2 separate regions of the Gossypium hirsutum genome follow, and region 2 is linked to region 1. Evidence: chromatin contacts called from public Hi-C data. All regions are on one chromosome and are shown on one strand. The core of a region is the stretch at or near the end of the contact, and the rest is flanking DNA. Distances in the headings are between cores, read along the strand shown.

Region 1 (4,471 bases), core at 1,136-3,635:
ATAAGGTGAATGAAGCATGGAGTTAAAAGTTAAGGTTTAATGAAACGTGTTATCGTATAAGTGGTAACCTACATGATCTTAAGGTATCAATTTTCACTCAGTTATATTTTAGGACTAATTGACGGTGTCCATCATTGTTTTGGAATTAAACACTTTATCTATAGAGTCCTCCAAAACGGATTGAAGGGATTGAGTTACGTTATTTTTTTGTTTGTAATGTTATGATATTAACTAGTTAGTTGTCATAACACGTAATATGATATATATTATAGTAATATAAATAAAAAAGATCATTTGTTTCCTTTTTGAAATGAGATTTAAACCATAAAACATTGTGTCATTCTTCTTCATTGAGTTTGACATAGTTAAACCCTAAACCCTAACCTATTTATCTAATAAATCAATTGGTGCATTGAAGAAATAAAAATATAACCCTACATTGTAATCAAAATGTATCAAACTGAGTTCAACGTTTTATACATAAATGAGTTCATGAATATTTTTTTAAAGATTAATTCAATCAAGAATATCTAAAAATTTTACTATACTTGTTACCTATTGGTGTCAAGTTTAGTTTAGTGTCATGTAGAAATTTTAATTAGAATTTTTAGAGTCAGTCTAGTATCAACTTAATACTTACTAAATGCAATGCCAGTAAGTGTCAAGTTGAAGCTAAAAACCAAGAACCCTATAAATTGAACCTTATTACTAAACCCTAACTCTAATTAAATGCATTGAACTTGATACCCATGGGTGTCAAATTAAATATTCTCTATTAAAGATTCTTTCAGTAGAGATTAATGATGGGGACACTATTTGATGTCAAGATAGTCTATTATACATACATCCAATGGCTGGTGAACATAATAATGCATTTTCCCTATAAATAAGCCCCAAAGCCTCATTCAGTTTACAATTGCATCAAATAGTTATAGTTTAGGTTTAGGAAAATGTGTTAAAGGTTGTCAATGCTTTAAAATAGTCGCCAAGTGAAAAAAAATTATTAAATACAAAACCCAAGGTTTTGGATTTTATTATTCAACATATTCATTGATATTTAACACCACCAATTCACTTTTATAAGGTTTAGGGAAAATAGGTTAAGGCTTTCCACTGAGGAAACATTTTATATGGGGTTTCATCCTCTGTAGAGGCACCTTTAAAAAAGTTGCCCACATTTAGGAAAAAAATTATCCAGTGACTTAGGTAGATGGGTCATGGGTATTAGTTTTACTAGTTGCACATGGTCACTAGGACTATCAAAAGTCACAAAGTAGTCAATGTTAGGGATCAAGGAAACAAATTAGGGCATTCTAGGCACCTAGGCTTTAGGTTTTTCAACTGTGGTGGCATGAACAATCTTTGACATAAATGAACGGTTATATTAACACTCAGATCAATCGATGAGGGTAGATAATCTTTGTGGAATTGACACTTCAGCTATAGGTCACTCTGAAATTGTACAACTATGGTGTTGATTCAATTAAGTACGGTGAATCATCAATCACTTTAGAAGCCAAAATGAAGGTCTAAGTTTAGATTGCTCTAAGGATTTTAGAAAATAGTTTATGTTTTTTTGTTGTGTAATGTTATGTTACTAACTAACTAGCTGCCTTAACGTGTAATGTGATATAAATTATGCTATTGTAAAAAAAATTCATGAATTTTATGTCTTAAAATGAATATTGATAAAACATATTTCTTATTTTTCTGATGTTTGATCTACCAAAACATTAAACCTTAAACAAAATGAATAAAAATTAATTATATAAAGTAAAAAAATCTAATCCATAAACCATAAATAAAATGAATTAAAATTAGTTAGGAAATTATAAAAAAATGATGAATTTGAATTACTTTAGTTTCTTGCGTCTTTTTTTTTCAAACAACAAATGTTTCGATTTTTCATTAAAATAGGAAATTTCAAATTCATTACACATACCTTAATCCCTATAAAGTGTAAAGAAATAACAAAAATTATTAATAAACGCTTGTTAGGTAGAATAAAAAATAATTTATTGTTTGGTAGGTGTATCAAATATTAATCCATTTTCTGGGTAAAGTCACGATCGATCTTCACATTTGCAAAGTAGATACCCTTGTTAGGTTTGAAAGTATAAGAAAAAATACATCTTCAGAAATAAAGCATTACTCTTGACCTCCTCCCAACTTCTAATCTGATGTATATGAGCTTATCCCAATTAGTATAGATATGGTTTATCATTGACCCTAAACCATTCTACACAAATCTCAAATGGAACAAAATTATAATCCTGGATAAATGTAGCCTATAAGATATGTTGAAAATGATTGGCCCAATTGATGACATTCTGGACATGTTTAATAGCCCAATTGTGCTTCGACTCCAAACCTAAATCCATATCATGATACCTATCCATGTCATTTGGATTTGTTAGAATTTCTTACACCACTTCTAATTGCCACAAAGACATATATAAATGGCGTGCACACATTAAAAACTTGACTATGCGCATGTGCGATTGGTGGTAGTAGGACATTAATTTTTACCACCTAGTACGCCTTCTACACAAACTCTAAAAATAAATAAAAAAATATATTTAAATTCAATTATGAGGTGATATTAATTATATTAAATAAATATATGATAACACATGAATTATCGAATTATTTAATTCAATATTAATAGATGCTTGTATTGTTATAATATCATCCTTCTAGTAAGTTATATGATAATGATGACTAGACCACCTATTAAAATAAAAAACTATTAGAACCGATATAAAATGATAAGAATGTTTAACCTTTTATAACATATGCTTTAAATTTTACTTTCTAGAGAAAAGGGAAACTGAGATTCTTTGGGGGCACATCTCCACTAAATCTATATAAGATCCATGTGGGCGCTCAGATTCATTGATTGCCATTCGTCCTAAGGTGTTTTATCCTAGGACATAACATCATCGTCGGTGACAGGGAGATCAAATCAGACTACCATGTCAATAGCCTTTTAACACGTAGTTGAACATGTCTCCCACTATAAAAGAGCCCATGCAAAGAACTCATAGACACTCATGTACACTTCTTCCTTAACCCAGAAAATATTCATACTAGAGAATCTTTCCATCTATCTCTTCTTCAGGTGGTCCTCCACACCAACCACCATCTTCCTCTACATGTTAATCCAACGATTAACAATATTGAAGTAGAAAAACCTGAAGTTTGATCTCCAACATTTAATATCTTATTTGATCAATTCTAATGTTATAATGTATTGTTGTAATATATTATACAATTTATATCATGTAAAAAATAAAATTATATAATATGTTAAATTATGCCATAAGTCCCTATACTCTTCATGATTTGTAATTTAGTCCATATATTTTTATTCCTAGGAATTTACACCCTATACTTTTCAAATTTCAAAATTCAAATCTAATTGTTAAAATTGTAAATTTTTTTTTGTTAAATTTATTGGTGTGGCCTTTTGAAATAATAAAAGTGCTAACTTGGTAGCAATGTAACTAAAAAAATGATGTCGTAATGAACCTAAATTTAACAAAATACTTGAAATTTGAAATTTGAAAGGTAGATGAATTAAATTCCTAGAAATAAAAGTATAGGACTAAATTCCAAATTTATGAAGTGTATAAGGACTTATGACATATTTTAATCTATATAATATTATAATATAAATATCAAAAAATATGTTATAACTATTTATATCTAAAATTTTGATAAAAAGAAGAAAAATGTATAAAATTATTAAATTAACACTATGTTTGGATAAATATAATTAAAGGATCCGACTAAGTCTTAGCTCAATTGACATTGACATTGTTGCCAATACAGGAAAATATGAGTTCAAGCACTCTAAAACACATTTATCCTCATATTTCAAGGTTGGGTAGGATGATGTAGTCGAAAACCAACTAAAAATTCAACTAAGGAAAGTGCACCTATCAATTAATAGTATAGCTACGATGAACACATATATCGTTCCCATGAAGACTAAAAATACTAGTAATTACTGTCTTTCTATTATTTAACCGACAAATTGGAGTGATTGATTAAAAACTAAAATTAACTAAAGAATAAGACAAAGAACAAATCGGGAAAATAATCTAGTAAACCTCTAAGAAGAAAGCAATATCCAAGAAAGAATCCACCTAGATTTCATCTGTCATTATCAATCTATATTACGCAATTTCTTTACCTAGTATCTTGATTCATGAAAATCCCTAAGTTATGTTAATATCTCTCTTCAAGACTAAGAGCAACTGACTCTAGGTTGATTAATTGAAATTTCTTTCTAATTAAAACCCTATTGTTGCATTAACTCGATCTATGGACTCCCTATTAGATTTGACACTAATCCGGTAGATTTATGTTGTCTTGTTTCTAGGATTGCCTGCAACTCCACTCAATTATGCTAGATATACTCTTAAACAGAGTTTATTCCTCCTCTGATTCAAGCACATCAAACATG
Region 2 (4,471 bases), core at 1,007-3,506, 200 kb after region 1:
CAATTCTAATAATTCTACTAAAATAAACATGCACTACCAAAACTATCTTAATAAACATACACTACAAAACAAACATACATAATTCTAATAATTCAAACAAAACTATAATATTACAAATATCTAAACTAACACAATTCTGATAATTTTCACAATTAAAATACCTTAATACTAAAAAAGAAAATTTTAACACAAATCTAAACTAATAATAATGATTATTAAAAAAAATATTACTATTACAAATCTAAAATATAAATAATTGTAATATTACAAAAATATTAAAATACCTTTTTTTTCTGCCAAGGGACTTTTTTTTTTGGACTGTGGGTGGTCGGGAATTCTTAGGCTTTTTTTAATGAATTTTTAATATATATATACATATAATTTAAACAAAAAAATCTAAATATTTGGTTTTGGGAATCAAACCCGTGATTGATCTGTTATGTCGGTGGCAGGCCATCAGGCTGGTCACGGGTTCGACTACCAAAATCAGGTATTTAGACTTTTTATTTAAAAAATAAAATAAATATTAATTTATGACTATTAAAAAATATATTTTTTCCTTTGACAGTATAAATAGTACAATATTTTAAAGACGAAATACATACAGATGCCATCGAATTGCCCAAGAGACACCAAAAATAATAGTTATTATTTTTTAAATACTAATCATTGACATAATGATGGTTGCCAGGTGAGGGTGGTGCCACCGATTACTCCAGTGACATTGTAGAATCACTGTTCTATCTGCCTATTTTTGTAAATAATAAGTAAGCAATCCCATTTCAATAAGTATTTTTTTATATTTTTTGAATAAAAAAAGTATAAATATATAATATCTTGTATTATATATAACGTTTTGGTTTTAAAAAATTAAGACACAACCATTTGCACTTTAAAAATATATTTAATTATAATTATAAAAATTAAATGAAAAAAAAGAGTGTACCACTTATAGTATATGTAATCTATGTATCTTGTTATATTATATATGATTTGTTAAAATAAATTTATAAATTTATTTTAAAAGTAATTAATTAAATATGTAAGTCTATTAAAAAATAATTTTAATTAATTAAATCCGTCACAAGTCTGTTACAAAATTTGTCATTATGTATAATAATTTCTGTTACAATGGGTTGTTGAGAGATAATCCCAAAATATTATGACCGTAATTGTGACAGAATATGATTCCTGTCACATTTTTTGTTAGAAATCCGTCGTTCTGAGTGGTTGCTTTTTACATGTGATTTTTGTTACTAATCCGTCACTAGTCAATCACTGATATGCTACAATAGTGATGAAAGGATTTATAAAGAGTTAACTTCTCGGTTGCCTCTTATACGAGAATTGATAACCGTAACAGTATAAGTTCCATGCCATGATACTAAAAATGAATGGATCTTGCATTGTCTGTATTCTTGAGTTAATCCTGTGGTGTAAGCCATTATAAACACCTCTAACTTGTAAGATTTTTTTTTGAATGAAAGCCATATTAATAAAATTTTATGATTAAAAAAATTAATAATAATTTATTTGACACTCTAATTTTATAGAAAAAAGTTTTTGATCTATTTTTTCATTATTTTTAGTTTTAAACTTGCGTTATTTGTCAAATTATCCTAAAATAGATGAAAATATTAGTATTTGCTAGCTTTGCTAATATGACATATACGTGGTTTATTATGTGGATGTCACATTATTAATTAATTAATCATTTAAAAATTTTAAAAAATAAAAATCATTTTAGAAAATTAAAATTATTAAAAAATTTAATTAATTGTTAATATAACATACATGTAACAATTCACGTACATGTCATGTAAGCAAAATTAACAAACACTAATATTTTTAGCTATTTTGGATAATTTGATAAATAATGTAAGTTTAATGGTTAAAGTAATATTTTTTTTAGACTTAGAAAAAAAAGTCAAACTATCACACTCCAATTATGGTTGATAGGGGTGAAAAACTTTTTTTTAAAAATATAGAAATTAAATTTGATCATTAATAAATTTACTAAAATTAAATTAATAAATCTACACATAAATAATTGGGCCTATACCTGGGGAATTTATAAAAATTGGGCCTTAACAACTATAGAAATTGCATAGGGTCGGATCCAAAGCTCGCTCACATCTGACATGGCAGGTTTCACTTAATAACAATCAGCTTCATTTCAACGCGCTGGTATGATTGATTGAAAGAAACTCGCTTTGATCAATGAGTCAAAAAGATACGTGTGACGCAACCGCATCCAACTCGGATAAGATAACAACCCAATCCAAACAACAGGTTTCTAAGAAAAATAAAAACAAAAACTCTCTTCCGCTTCAGAAGGTTCAAAATATGGGTCCGAATTAACATTGTCGATGAGTCTAAAGCATATCAAAGCCAGCAACAGCGATGTCAAAACTGAGGCGACCGCATTTTCTCAATGTCTTCTCCTCTACTTCAAGTGCTAACAGCCTGGTATTTTATCCCCTTCTTTTTTTCCTATTCAAATTAGGGTTTAGTGTAAATATTGTTATGAATTCCATTTTAGATTAGTTAGTTTTATTTACCTTCGAGTGATGGGTGATATTTTAACAGAGAATTCCAGTGGGATTTAATAGAAACTTGGAGGGAAGAGTTTCTGCGTCAGTTTTGTTAAAAGGACCAAGTGGGTATAGTTGGAATGTTAGATTAGTTCAAAGAAATGATGACTTATTATTTGATGAAGGATGGGCTGATTTCGTCGCAGACCATAGCCTAGAATGTGGTGATTTTTTGGTTTTTAGGTATGATGGTGACTTGGTTTTCGATGTCAAAGTGTTTGATCAAAGCAGTTGCGAGAAAGAAGTTGCTTTTCATTGTAAATGCAGTCAAGCTGGTAGCGTGTTTAATGGAATTTTGGGGCAGAAGAGATATAGGGAGGAGGAGGATGTTTCATTGGATCAAGATTGTGAAGAGTTGTTAAAGAGAATCAGACAGAGTTCTTCGGAGTCCGTTCGTGATGAAGAACATTGTGGGCGTGAGCTGATTCTTGCTACCACAAGTTGTCAAGGATTAACTTCCTGTGATGAAAATCATGGTAAAGAAATCAACCTCTCCCATTTGAGATTTGTATATGAATTGTTGTTTTATCATTGATTTGACAGTTTTCTATGATGTAAGAATAAAAACTTGTTTTAATAAACACTAAGTAAGAACTATGGTATCAATGTATGTGTATTCTTGTTTAGTTCTCATTATCTTATGTTAGCGTAGATACCACTTATTTGTGTTAAATTTGCTTTACGTAGAAACTCAATGTGAGAAATTTCATGCCTTTGTAATTGTGCATGCTTGTGGATGTTCATTCCGATTCTTATTGGAACTTCACTGGTTGTTTACATTACATAAATTCCACTTGACAGAGTCTCTGATCTCTTGAAACAGATGGAACCATCCTGAAAATAACTGGCAAAGAAGATGACTTGAACCTTCATGGCAGTGGCTGTATACAGATGATAGGAGAATTTGAAGAGAAGAAAGTGGCTCAGTCTTTTAACTCATGTTTCCCCTTTTTTGTAAGAATTATGAAAAGATTCAATGTCAGTGGCTCTTATACATTGGTAAGATGTTTCCTTCTCACTGTTTCGCCCTGGATTTTTGTGTTGGACATTGTTTGCAGCATGACATAAATTTGACCAAGCATCGTGCTATACGGCAAACATGTAGGGTATTAAATGACTCTACTTGCTAGAAACTTCTCTTAATCGCAATCCTTCTGCATTTGGAGCTTTTGAACAAGTTTCTTAACCTAGTGAGCATCGTGCTTTTAGCTCTGGCATCAGTTCGGAAAAAGTTCCTCCTACTTGTAAAGGGAAAAATGAGAAGAAAATAATGAACTTCCCTCATTTACATGTTCCAAATTCAGGGCTAGACAACCTTTTTAATAATTACATTTTTGCTTACTAATGGAAATTCTTCTAGCCATTACCTGCTGTCTTGAATCAACTAGTTAGGTCTTTTAGGATATATTATTTAGTCATTTTGAAAGCTGCTTATGTATTCAACTGCGTTTTAATTCTTTGTGACAGAATATTCCATATCAGTTTGCAATGGAACATCTTCCAAACTGCAAGACTGAGCTCGTGCTTCAGAATCTGAAAGGAGCTTGTTGGACAGTGAATTCTGTGCCTACAACAAGAGTGCATACAAGTCATACTTTATGTGGTGGATGGTTGAGCTTTGTCCGTAGTAATGAGATAAAGGCCGGAGACATTTGTATTTTTGAATTGGCGCACAAATTTGAATTCCGTGTGCATATTCTTCGGGTTGGACAGGAAGACTTGGACAGGCAAAGCAGAAAAGCAGTCCTGGACAGGTCTGATTCCACTTTACTGAAGAAACTTGTAAAGAACACTTCAAAGGTCCACTCAAAATTGAAAAAGGTTCAAATCTGTGATAACAAAGGGTCTAAGGTGCTTGACAAATGGAAATATGGTAA

What was found. A called contact is a pair of places that touch in the nucleus more often than the background predicts.
Region 2: a Hi-C map of leaf shows a contact between it and region 1, with 3 times the contacts expected there. The contact joins the promoter of LOC107910729 here to the enhancer-like site in region 1. A contact is called at or near these places in 9 of 34 Hi-C or Micro-C datasets (callus, fibers, hypocotyl and 2 more).

The regions. Positions count from the first base shown.
Region 1 is chrD02:20,320,081-20,324,551 of Gossypium_hirsutum_v2.1, forward strand. No RefSeq gene overlaps it. Among protein-coding and RNA genes, the nearest start is that of LOC107908097, 23 kb to the right of the region's middle. Within about 2 kb of position 2,386, at least 3 of the 9 cell types and tissues checked have an H3K27ac peak or open chromatin away from gene starts, as enhancers often do. A contact at or near this core is called in hypocotyl and leaf, where this site is marked.
Region 2 is chrD02:20,515,621-20,520,091 of Gossypium_hirsutum_v2.1, forward strand. LOC107910729 (B3 domain-containing protein Os11g0197600) reads left to right here and starts at 2,257. Exons shown (of 6, transcript XM_016838695.2): 1 at 2,257-2,469; 2 at 2,590-3,070; 3 at 3,418-3,593; 4 at 4,062-4,471. The coding sequence starts at 2,404.